3 separate regions of the Mus musculus genome follow, and all the other regions are linked to region 3. Evidence: chromatin contacts called from public Hi-C and HiChIP or PLAC-seq data. All regions are on one chromosome and are shown on one strand. Each heading gives the region's core, a stretch centred on a gene start, on an enhancer-like site or on the middle of the called end of the contact. The rest is flanking DNA. Distances are from core to core; before and after follow the strand shown. Region 1 overlaps Prkce (protein kinase C, epsilon). Region 2 overlaps Prkce (protein kinase C, epsilon). Region 3 has its middle 40 kb from the start of Epas1.

Evidence for each region. A called contact is a pair of places that touch in the nucleus more often than the background predicts. HiChIP or PLAC-seq counts read pairs in DNA pulled down with a chosen protein or histone mark.
Region 1: an H3K27ac HiChIP or PLAC-seq map of extraembryonic endoderm stem cells shows a contact between it and region 3. The contact joins two enhancer-like sites. A contact is called at or near these places in 2 of 39 promoter capture datasets (embryonic stem cells and liver), 1 of 15 datasets of contacts at CTCF or cohesin (pro-B cells), 6 of 484 Hi-C or Micro-C datasets (MC3T3-E1-derived osteoblasts, Sertoli cells, granulocyte-monocyte progenitors and 2 more) and 4 of 115 datasets of contacts at active chromatin or transcription factors (bone marrow-derived macrophages, extraembryonic endoderm stem cells, liver and 1 more).
Region 2: a Hi-C map of liver shows a contact between it and region 3, with 2.7 times the contacts expected there. The contact joins two enhancer-like sites. A contact is called at or near these places in 4 of 39 promoter capture datasets (hippocampal neurons, liver, neural stem cells and 1 more), 3 of 484 Hi-C or Micro-C datasets (liver and uterus) and 4 of 115 datasets of contacts at active chromatin or transcription factors (cardiomyocytes, extraembryonic endoderm stem cells, hepatocytes and 1 more).

The regions. Positions count from the first base shown.
Region 1 is chr17:86,533,831-86,536,530 of GRCm38.p6, reverse strand. All of the region lies in intron 10 of Prkce (protein kinase C, epsilon), which reads right to left. Among named protein-coding and RNA genes, the nearest start is that of Gm30284, 90 kb to the right of the region's middle. Within about 2 kb of position 1,355, at least 123 of the 459 cell types and tissues checked have an H3K27ac peak or open chromatin away from gene starts, as enhancers often do. A contact at or near this core is called in extraembryonic endoderm stem cells and liver, where this site is marked.
Region 2 is chr17:86,493,764-86,496,547 of GRCm38.p6, reverse strand. It overlaps Prkce (protein kinase C, epsilon), which reads right to left. Exons shown (of 15, transcript NM_011104.3): 10 at 437-610. Among named protein-coding and RNA genes, the nearest start is that of Gm30284, 50 kb to the right of the region's middle. Within about 2 kb of position 1,492, at least 26 of the 459 cell types and tissues checked have an H3K27ac peak or open chromatin away from gene starts, as enhancers often do. A contact at or near this core is called in extraembryonic endoderm stem cells, hepatocytes and liver, where this site is marked.
Region 3 is chr17:86,712,027-86,715,080 of GRCm38.p6, reverse strand. No RefSeq gene overlaps it. Among named protein-coding and RNA genes, the nearest start is that of Epas1, 40 kb to the left of the region's middle. Within about 2 kb of position 1,325, at least 46 of the 459 cell types and tissues checked have an H3K27ac peak or open chromatin away from gene starts, as enhancers often do. A contact at or near this core is called in extraembryonic endoderm stem cells, hepatocytes and liver, where this site is marked.

The sequences.
Region 1 (2,700 bases), core at 106-2,605, 180 kb after region 3:
AGAAAACAGTGAGACCTCAATCGGACCAAACACTTGACAAATTCTTTCTTGTCAGTTTTCAAGATGGTCAGAGTAGCACGGTAGCTGGGCTCTCTATCCTGGGAGCGCGGTTTACTTCTATTTAAAATAAAAACAAACAAACTCGGCCTGTTTCATAGAGCTCCAAACAGCTCTGTCCCCACCGGGTGGGGTTTAGAGCGCAGCTGCAGACACTGTAGTCTGCTTATGAGCTCAGAAATTATTTCAGCGTCTTCGTTTCAAACAGACAAAAGTAGGACCAGACAGGGCAAGCTTCTACGGCTCTGCTTTTTGAGAGCTAGTCCTACTCTTATTTTTCTTCCTGTCTAACTTTAGAATTTTGTATATGAAAGGAAATATTTGCCAATACTGGAAACCAGAAGCTTCAGAGTGTATCCTTCTAGAACGGCACCCGTTTGGTCACCTCGCTCAGTTAAACTATTTTAGGTCTCCAGTCTCCTCTTCCTGCCTGGATGAGTCACAAAGACCCACTTGCCTTGCTAACTACTCTCGCCACCTAGTGGCTGAAATGGTTAACTGCAAGATACTTGGTAAGGTCTGTAGGGAGAAAATTGTTCGCTTTTCTCCATTGGGCATTTTTTTGTTTTGTTTTGTTTTTTGTTTTGTTTGTTTGTTTGTTTTGCTTTTTCGAGACAGGGTTTATCTATGTAGCCTTGGCTGTCCTGGAACTCACTTTGTAGACCAGCCTGGCCTTGAACTCAGAAATCTGCCTGCCTGTACCTCCCAAGTGCTGGGATTAAAGGCGTGAGCCACCACTGCCCGGCCCCTTTAGCCATTCTTAATGTGAATGCTAAGAATCTATCTAGTAAGATGGAGAAACTGCTTGAATATCTATGCATTTTGTTTAAGTGCATAACATGTACATTAATCCTTCAATTTAGTGAAAAGGATACAGGAAATGAAAGGACCTATGGTCAGGAGTGGGAGGGGAAATGCAATCTGCCAGTAAGGAGAGCATTGCTGTGGGTCTCAGAGAACCCCAGGCAGCATCCTTTCCGGCTTTCCCGTTTACTGCTTAGTCCTCAGTTTGTGTCCTGTTTCTAATTCCCAAGCACAGCTTTAGCAATCTAGCGGGACGCTCATGACACACGGCCCGTGGCTTGCAGGAAGAGACTGACTGGATGGAGCAAGCCCATCCATGTGCCAGGAAGACCCACAGGGAGACCACAGCACACTCCCTGGCTCTCAGCCCTGCCTTCCATCTTGTCTTCAGCAGGAGCCTTCGTCTAGCTGGCTCGACTCACGTCCCCAGCCCTCAACAGCACTGTACTCCTAGCAAGGAGTATTTAACTGAAGAGTGAATGGGGGCAAGGTGCCAACAGGACACTCAGGACTGCCAGCCCTGTGCTGAGGTGACCAGGTGGCAGCCCCGATTAGGTGCCAAGGAGGCACTGAAATTTTCTCTAGCATGCATTTTTTTCTTTGTCATTCTGGGTATCAGACCCCGGTGTTCAGGCATGCTGGACAGGTGCTGTCCCATTGAGCTACCCCCCCCCCCCATCCTCAGAGCTAAGCCCAGGCCCCTGTCCACACTAAGCACAGGCTCCAGTACTGAGCTCCACTCCAGCCCGTCTACAGGAACCATTTTAAGGAAGGACTCAGTTTCCATAAACTGACTGAAAGGGCCTCTCTGGGACACTGGGCTAACCACAACATTGGCCAGGGAGGAATCAGAGACAATAAAACAAACTAATTTTTCAAAAACAAAAAACAAAAAAACCAAACAAACAACAACAAAACAAACAAACAAACAAAAAAACAGAATGAAGAGCAAACCATTACAGAAACAAACAAGCAGACCTTCTGTCTGACTGTAAGACTGACAGGTTCATCCGTGAATCCTTGGGTCCCGGGGATGAACACCAGGTAGACACCAGTGAGAGGGTAGAGGGACCCTGGTGAGCCCAAGGTCTTCTGGCTCTGAATCCTCTGCCACAGTGGCCTTCAGGGACCTGGGAGGCAAAGCCATCTTTGTGTGCCTAGCATGAGAGGGCACCACTGATCATAGTGGCTTTCCTGTCTCCCTCCAAAAGTCTCTCAGTCACAGTGACTGTGTGGTCACCTGGGCCATGGTGACTCTGAGACCCACTTCAAGCCTCATCTACAGTGGGTGTCATGACGTATTTGTGAGCAGCAATGATATTCCAGTATAGCAGGCTCCTGGGCTGTTCACACAAAGCTCATGAAGAGGCCAGCCTGTGTGACTTCACACATCATGACTGGAGCAGGAGGGCCTACACTGGTTATCCATTTTGTTAACTTCAGTTCTAAGGGGACTGGAAATACATTTCTGTAATAAACCACTATGTCCTTCAGAGAAAATATATGTTGGACCAAATGGCCCTTCTCTCAACTTCCAATAGTGAATAATTCTGAGCCCAAGAAATGTTCTCATATTCATTAATAAAATATAGAATATGCTGGTGGTTGGGGTGGTGGCACATGCATTTAATCCCAGCACTCAGGAGGCAGAGCAGGGAAATCTCTTGTCAGTTTGAAGCCAGTCTGGTCTACAAAGCAAGTTCCAGACCACTAAGGGTTATATAGTGAAACTCTGTCTCAAAACAAAAGCAAACAAAGAAATGAACGGAACACAGAGTGACTACCATTCAGTTTATTCACTCCGAATGTTTGCTCCCTTTAGATGGTAAGGTTGCAAAT
Region 2 (2,784 bases), core at 243-2,742, 220 kb after region 3:
CAAGCATTTGTTTAGATTCAACATCTCCTATGACATCACACAAGGTAGAAGGATGAAGGTAGCTTTTGCTTTTTTTTTTTTTCTTCTTTTGAGCTGAAGCAGCCTAGAAGCAATCTTACTGTTGATTGAAAAGAGCTGGAACCGGGTTTACACCGCATCTGTTGGTTTTTCCAATGAGTCAACACTGGGGTTGACCATTTGGCTTTGAGTTGCCACAATCTGAAAGTGCACTATCGATCTTTCATCCCTGCACAGACACACATATGGTGTTCAATCGAACGCCTATCTCTGCAAGGGTAAAATCCACTCCACCACACTAAGTCTTGGAGAGAGGTACGCAGACGGTCAAAAGTGGTTTCTGATAGCTTAGATTCTGTGTGTTAGATGCCACGATACTACCCAAGAGGTCAGCTGGCCAGCCCCTTCTTAAGCATACCTTGGTCTGGAAGCAGCAATAGAGTTGGGTTAGATAAGGGTGTTTCCGAGCCAGAGCCAAAATCCTCTTCTCTGTCATTGTGCAGTCCACATCATCGTCTTGTAGGATAACGTCCTTCTTCAAGACCTTCACAGCGTAGACTTCATCTTTGCCTTTGAGTTCCGCCAACATGACCTGCAACCAGTTTTAACACATCTGGTCAGTCTTCACACCCACAGAACCAAATGATGTCAAATATCTAAGTGTCAATTGTTTCTTTCTTTCATTTTTAATGAAGATGTTTAGGAAGCTAACATTTTAAACGTTTAGGGAAACTACCTAAGGGGTTTTTTTTTTTTAAATCTCTGGCACAGTGCTCAGGTAAGAGAAGTTTAATGCACAGGGGCTAATTATTCATATCTTCATCTCCACTAGTGATACTGTAATTATCAGAGAACAAATGTAGCGTGCTTCCTATCTCTCCCTTGTATCTTTCTCTTCTCGCCTTTTCCCTCTTTCTTCATTTCTTTTGACAGTTCCCACTATGTAGCCCATGTTGGTCTTGAACTCATGACACTTCTGTTTCATCCAAATGCTAAAATATTAGGTGTGCCCCACCATACCACACACACATACAGACTTTCAGAAGAAGCAATATGTTATATGTATTTTCCTATAAAGTCTTCATCTCTATCATGATTGCTGGTACTCAGTTCAAAGTAAATACACTATAATTGATTCTGCTATCTCCTTCATATTAGAAACAAGTTATACCCAATTAAGTTCTATATAAGTTGCGCTGAGTGCTTTTGGACACAATTTAAAATTTTGTTTGGCATTATATCCTTGAAATAGATAGTTTTAGAACTAAAGGGTTGAACATTTTACACACTTCCCGATTTTTAAAAAAAGACTTGTTTATTTACTTATATAAGTACATGTCTTCAGACACACCAGGAGAGGGCATCGGATCCCATTACAGATGGTTGTGAGCCACCACGTGGTTGCTCAGGACCTCTAGAAGAGCAGACAGTGCCCCTAACTGCTGAGCCATCTCTGCAGCCCACATTTCCTGGTTTTTAAGAGGGCTACTTCAGAGAATAGCGTCTCTGAGCATGGGGCCGCTTTCACCTTCCCCTTCTGTTGGCTTGCTTCCTCTTCCTTGACAAACGGGAGACATTACCCTGACTCTGCTTTCAACTTGCAGTCTACCTTCCTGGGAGATTTATTTTCCAGTCGATTCTCTTTGTGGGAGAGTTTTCTCCTCTGTCTAGTTATTTGGGGTTGTTACTTCTAAGTCGGTACACATAAGAGACATAAAGACAAACCTCTTGCTCTCCGCACTGGCCCTCCCTTGCCTGCTTCATGACAAGCTGCTGCTATCTTTTCTTACTGAACATAACCTCTTTATCTGTGTGTACTTAATCGTGCCCTGTGTTTGCCTTTACAGTTTTATCCACAGTGCTGCAGGTAAAGACACAATTCCTTCCCCTGAGGGCTTATGGGGAGTCTGTTTTCTTGGCATTTGCCTATCAGTTGGCGTTTTCATTTATCTCCAAATAGTTGCAGGTCATTCTCCTTCCTGGGAACTTTGAAGAATGCTATTCCAATGTTGCCGTCAAAGTAAACCGAACATAACCCAAGGAACTTGAGAGGGTGCGGATTCTGTCACCTACAAAATACAGCCTATGTAAAACGGGCTCCAAGCTGCTTGCGATGGTGTGATTTTGCCTAAGAAGCCAGCTAAGCGCTCAGAGTCTTCAGGACCCCTATCCTGTCTACCTTACGTGCAGACCTGGGAGTTCTGAGCATGCTCAGTTCCCTAGAATCCTGCTCAGATTCAGACCTAGCCCTGCTCATAGCCTAAGCCAGAGCCACACGTAAACCAGAGGCCTGGGGTCTGTTTCTTATTAAGCTAGTTTTTAAAGAATGTGATCGATTCAGCAGTTGCCATCTGAGGAAATTTCAGTAACCTCCCTGCCAGGTGATCTCGGGACAGATAGGGCAGGTGAGTGCCTGCAGAGGCAGGCCCTGTGCCTGAGGGCTTCACGGAGCCTTCCCTCAGAATGGCCTTGGAATGGTGAATTAGGCCTTTCACTCCTGGCTGCTTCCCAGAGCCCAGCACAAATGAGAGAACCTAACTGCTACACCAGGCACGGTATTAAGACAGACAAGGAGACAGATAGACAGATATCTGAAATGCCCCTCATTTTTCTGGGCTCTTTGCATTTTGCCAGGACCATCACTGGTGGGCACAGCCCCACAAGGCATAGAGTGCAGCAGAGATCTGGGGGAAATGCCCTCAAGGGCAAAGGCCCGGATCCACTACACAATTATCCAGCTCTCCTCTCACGTGGAGAAGAAGAGCA
Region 3 (3,054 bases), core at 76-2,575:
CATTAACCTGAGTGCACCGGATTGCAAGTGTACAGGCTGGACACCTTGGATTATATTAGTACACTTCCAATGGGCGTGCAAAATAATACAGGAGCTCAAATACAGCTACAGTGGGAGGACCCCACTTCTCATGCTGGACCTCAGTTTTCTCATCTGTACAGTGGACCGATCTAAAGTTGTCTCCTAATGTCCATTTTAGCTGAACCATTGTAAATAATCGAATACCTTAGATTTGCTGTACATTTTCCCATGCTGTAGAGGCAGTGTTTACATTTTGTAATTTAAATTATCAAAAGCTCAGGTTTGCACAGGAAGAATCTTATGCTGAAGAGGTTTATGAACATTCCCACAACCACATGCCTACGAGTGCAGGTGATGTGTGTCAGGATGTGAGTCTCGAGGGTGGTACACTTCAAGCCGGGGGGGGGGGGGGAAGGGAGGGGGAGAGGGAGAGAGATTGAGTTTGATATGGTTACATCTAACTTATCTGTCATATTGACATGCATTTTTCGAACACATAAATATTGAATATCACATCTAGATTTGCAAGCTTGGTTAGAGTATTACAGTCCTGGGAAGATATATAATTGTTCTGAGAAGTGAGTGGAAGATCATGGTGTCTTGATATTTTCAACCCATTTAACCAAAAAAAAGTATGAATACACAGAAGGAGAAGAGAAGATGTATATGCGAAAAATTATATAAGAGATTTGTAAGTTCCACCACTGAAGGAGGGTGAAGTAAAGAGGGTAAGGGCATTCACCTGATTCTTTTTTTTCAGCCTTCTCTTTTTAATATTATTTATTTATTTTTATTTATATGAGTACACTGTCACTGTCTTCAGACACACCAGAAGAAAGCATTGGATCCTATTACAGATGGTCGTGAGCCACCATGGGAATTGAACTCAGGACCTCTGTAAGAGCAGTCGGTGCTCTTAACTGCTGAGCCATCTCTCCAGCCCCTTTTCCAACCTTCTTAGGTTTGAAATTTCTGACCACAATAAAGTTGTGAAAAATAAAAATAAATTGTGTGTTGGCCATGGAAATGTAGCCCTCATGTATTAGAGTGGTAAATGTTTTTGAGCCAATATTTAAAGAGCTGAGAGAAGGTCTGCTTTGCTTTGGGTGTCTCCCCAAATGGTTTCCAGGAAGTAATCAGACCCTGAGGGCTGTGACCTTGTCAGTGGGTTCCTCCCTCGATGCATTCTCCGTCTGTAATCGGGTGGCATTCCTAGGATGGAATGGAAAGCCTCAGAAGTGAGCCCTGGTCGAGGGTAGCACGTCCCCTGGGCGTGTCCATCCCGTGGGCGTGTCCTTGGGAATTTGACTTTGCTGTGGACTCTCCTCTGCTTTCCTAGCACTAGGAGGTGAGTTCTGCTCTACCACACACTCTGCCTCTCTCTCCTCAGGCCCAGAGCAAGAAATCTCTGAAATGAGTCAGAGCAAGAAATCTCTGAAATGAGTTCCAGGACAACCAGGGCTACACAGAGAAACCCTGCCATCCAAATACACACACACACACACACACACACACACACACACACACACACACACACAGAGAGAGAGAGAGAGAGAGAGAGAGAGAGAGAGAGAGAGAGAGAGAGAGAGAGAAAGAGAGGGAGAGAGCTCTAAATCAAGGAGTCAAAATAAAATTTTCCGGTGTTTCTCCAAGGAATGTATTTCAGAAAGGAAAAGTATTCCCAGCTCGAGGGGAGGATGGGATGGGGCCTGCAGCTTTGTGAGTAGAGTTCCTTCGAGAATTCAATGGCTGTGATCATTGTCTTAACCCAGTGACTGCACTAAATGTCACAAAGAACACATTGTAACATGATGAGTTTTACATTGTATGAATTTTGCATTAATGCTTAAAAGCCTCAAAAGCAAGCAGACAAACAAAACCAAGACCACCTTTCTTCGCGCTATGCCAACTTTATGGATGAACTAAATTTTATTTACAAATATGAGATTTGTGGACAAATGTCAGCCTTATTATCTTTCATCTAAAACTGGAATCTTGGAAACACCCTAAATATCCAATGATAGAAAATGAATTAGCTAAATTCTGAGCTAACAGATGAGAGACTGTTGTGGAACTGGTGCAACGCATGCCTTAGAAGATCTATGATGGGTCGGGAAACATGGAGTTGTGATTCTGAGCACACATTGCTCTTGCAGAGGAGCTCAGCTCCGTTCCCAGGACCGCGGCACATGTATTACAACCACTCCAGGGAAATCTAACCCCCTCTTCTAGGTTCTGTGGGCACTCCACTCTTGTGTTCGAGAGCTTGTGAGTGTGCTCAGATATGTGCCCACACACACTTAAAAATAACAAATATAAATAATTCTAGCACCGAAGGGCCAGAAGCAGGCACATCTCTGTGAGTTCATGGCCAGCCTGGAAGATAGAGTTGCCAAGCATCCCGGGCTACAGAGAGGCTGTCTCTCAAAATAAAACCAAAACCAAACACACAAACCAACCAACTTCAAGTGCCATGGAGTGTGTTTATTGTACACTATTTGTGGAAAAGGCAGAGGATGTGTAGCATGGTGCACACTCATAGCGGGCACGTGTGTGTGCACACCGGGAGACTGACATTGGGACGTGGAGGCCCATATCAGCTAGTGAAAGCACAGTTTGTTTTCTGTTTTTTACACTTTTCTTGTATAGTTCAAGTTTTTTTTCTCTAGCAAACACTTGCTGCTTTTATCATAAAAATGAGTACAGTAAAAGTTACTCAAACAAACTTCGCCTGGATTTCCCTGTACTGCCTCTGGCTCTGGGCATCCTTCCCAGGACCTCTTCTCCTGCCTCTCCCCTCTCCTCACCCTGCCCAGATAAATAACAAGCAGATAAATGTTTCAAAGGTCCTCCTCTCATATGCTGCCCAATCCCAGCAGCAAATTAAAGGGACACTCTGCCCTGCTCGGAAGCCCAGGTCTTGTTGTGGCCCTGTATCTCTCTGTCTTTATGAGAGGACCTTGTAGGAATCTGACCAGCGTTAAAGGAAACAGCTGGCTATCATGGGATGTGGGGTGCGGGGGAGGGACACAC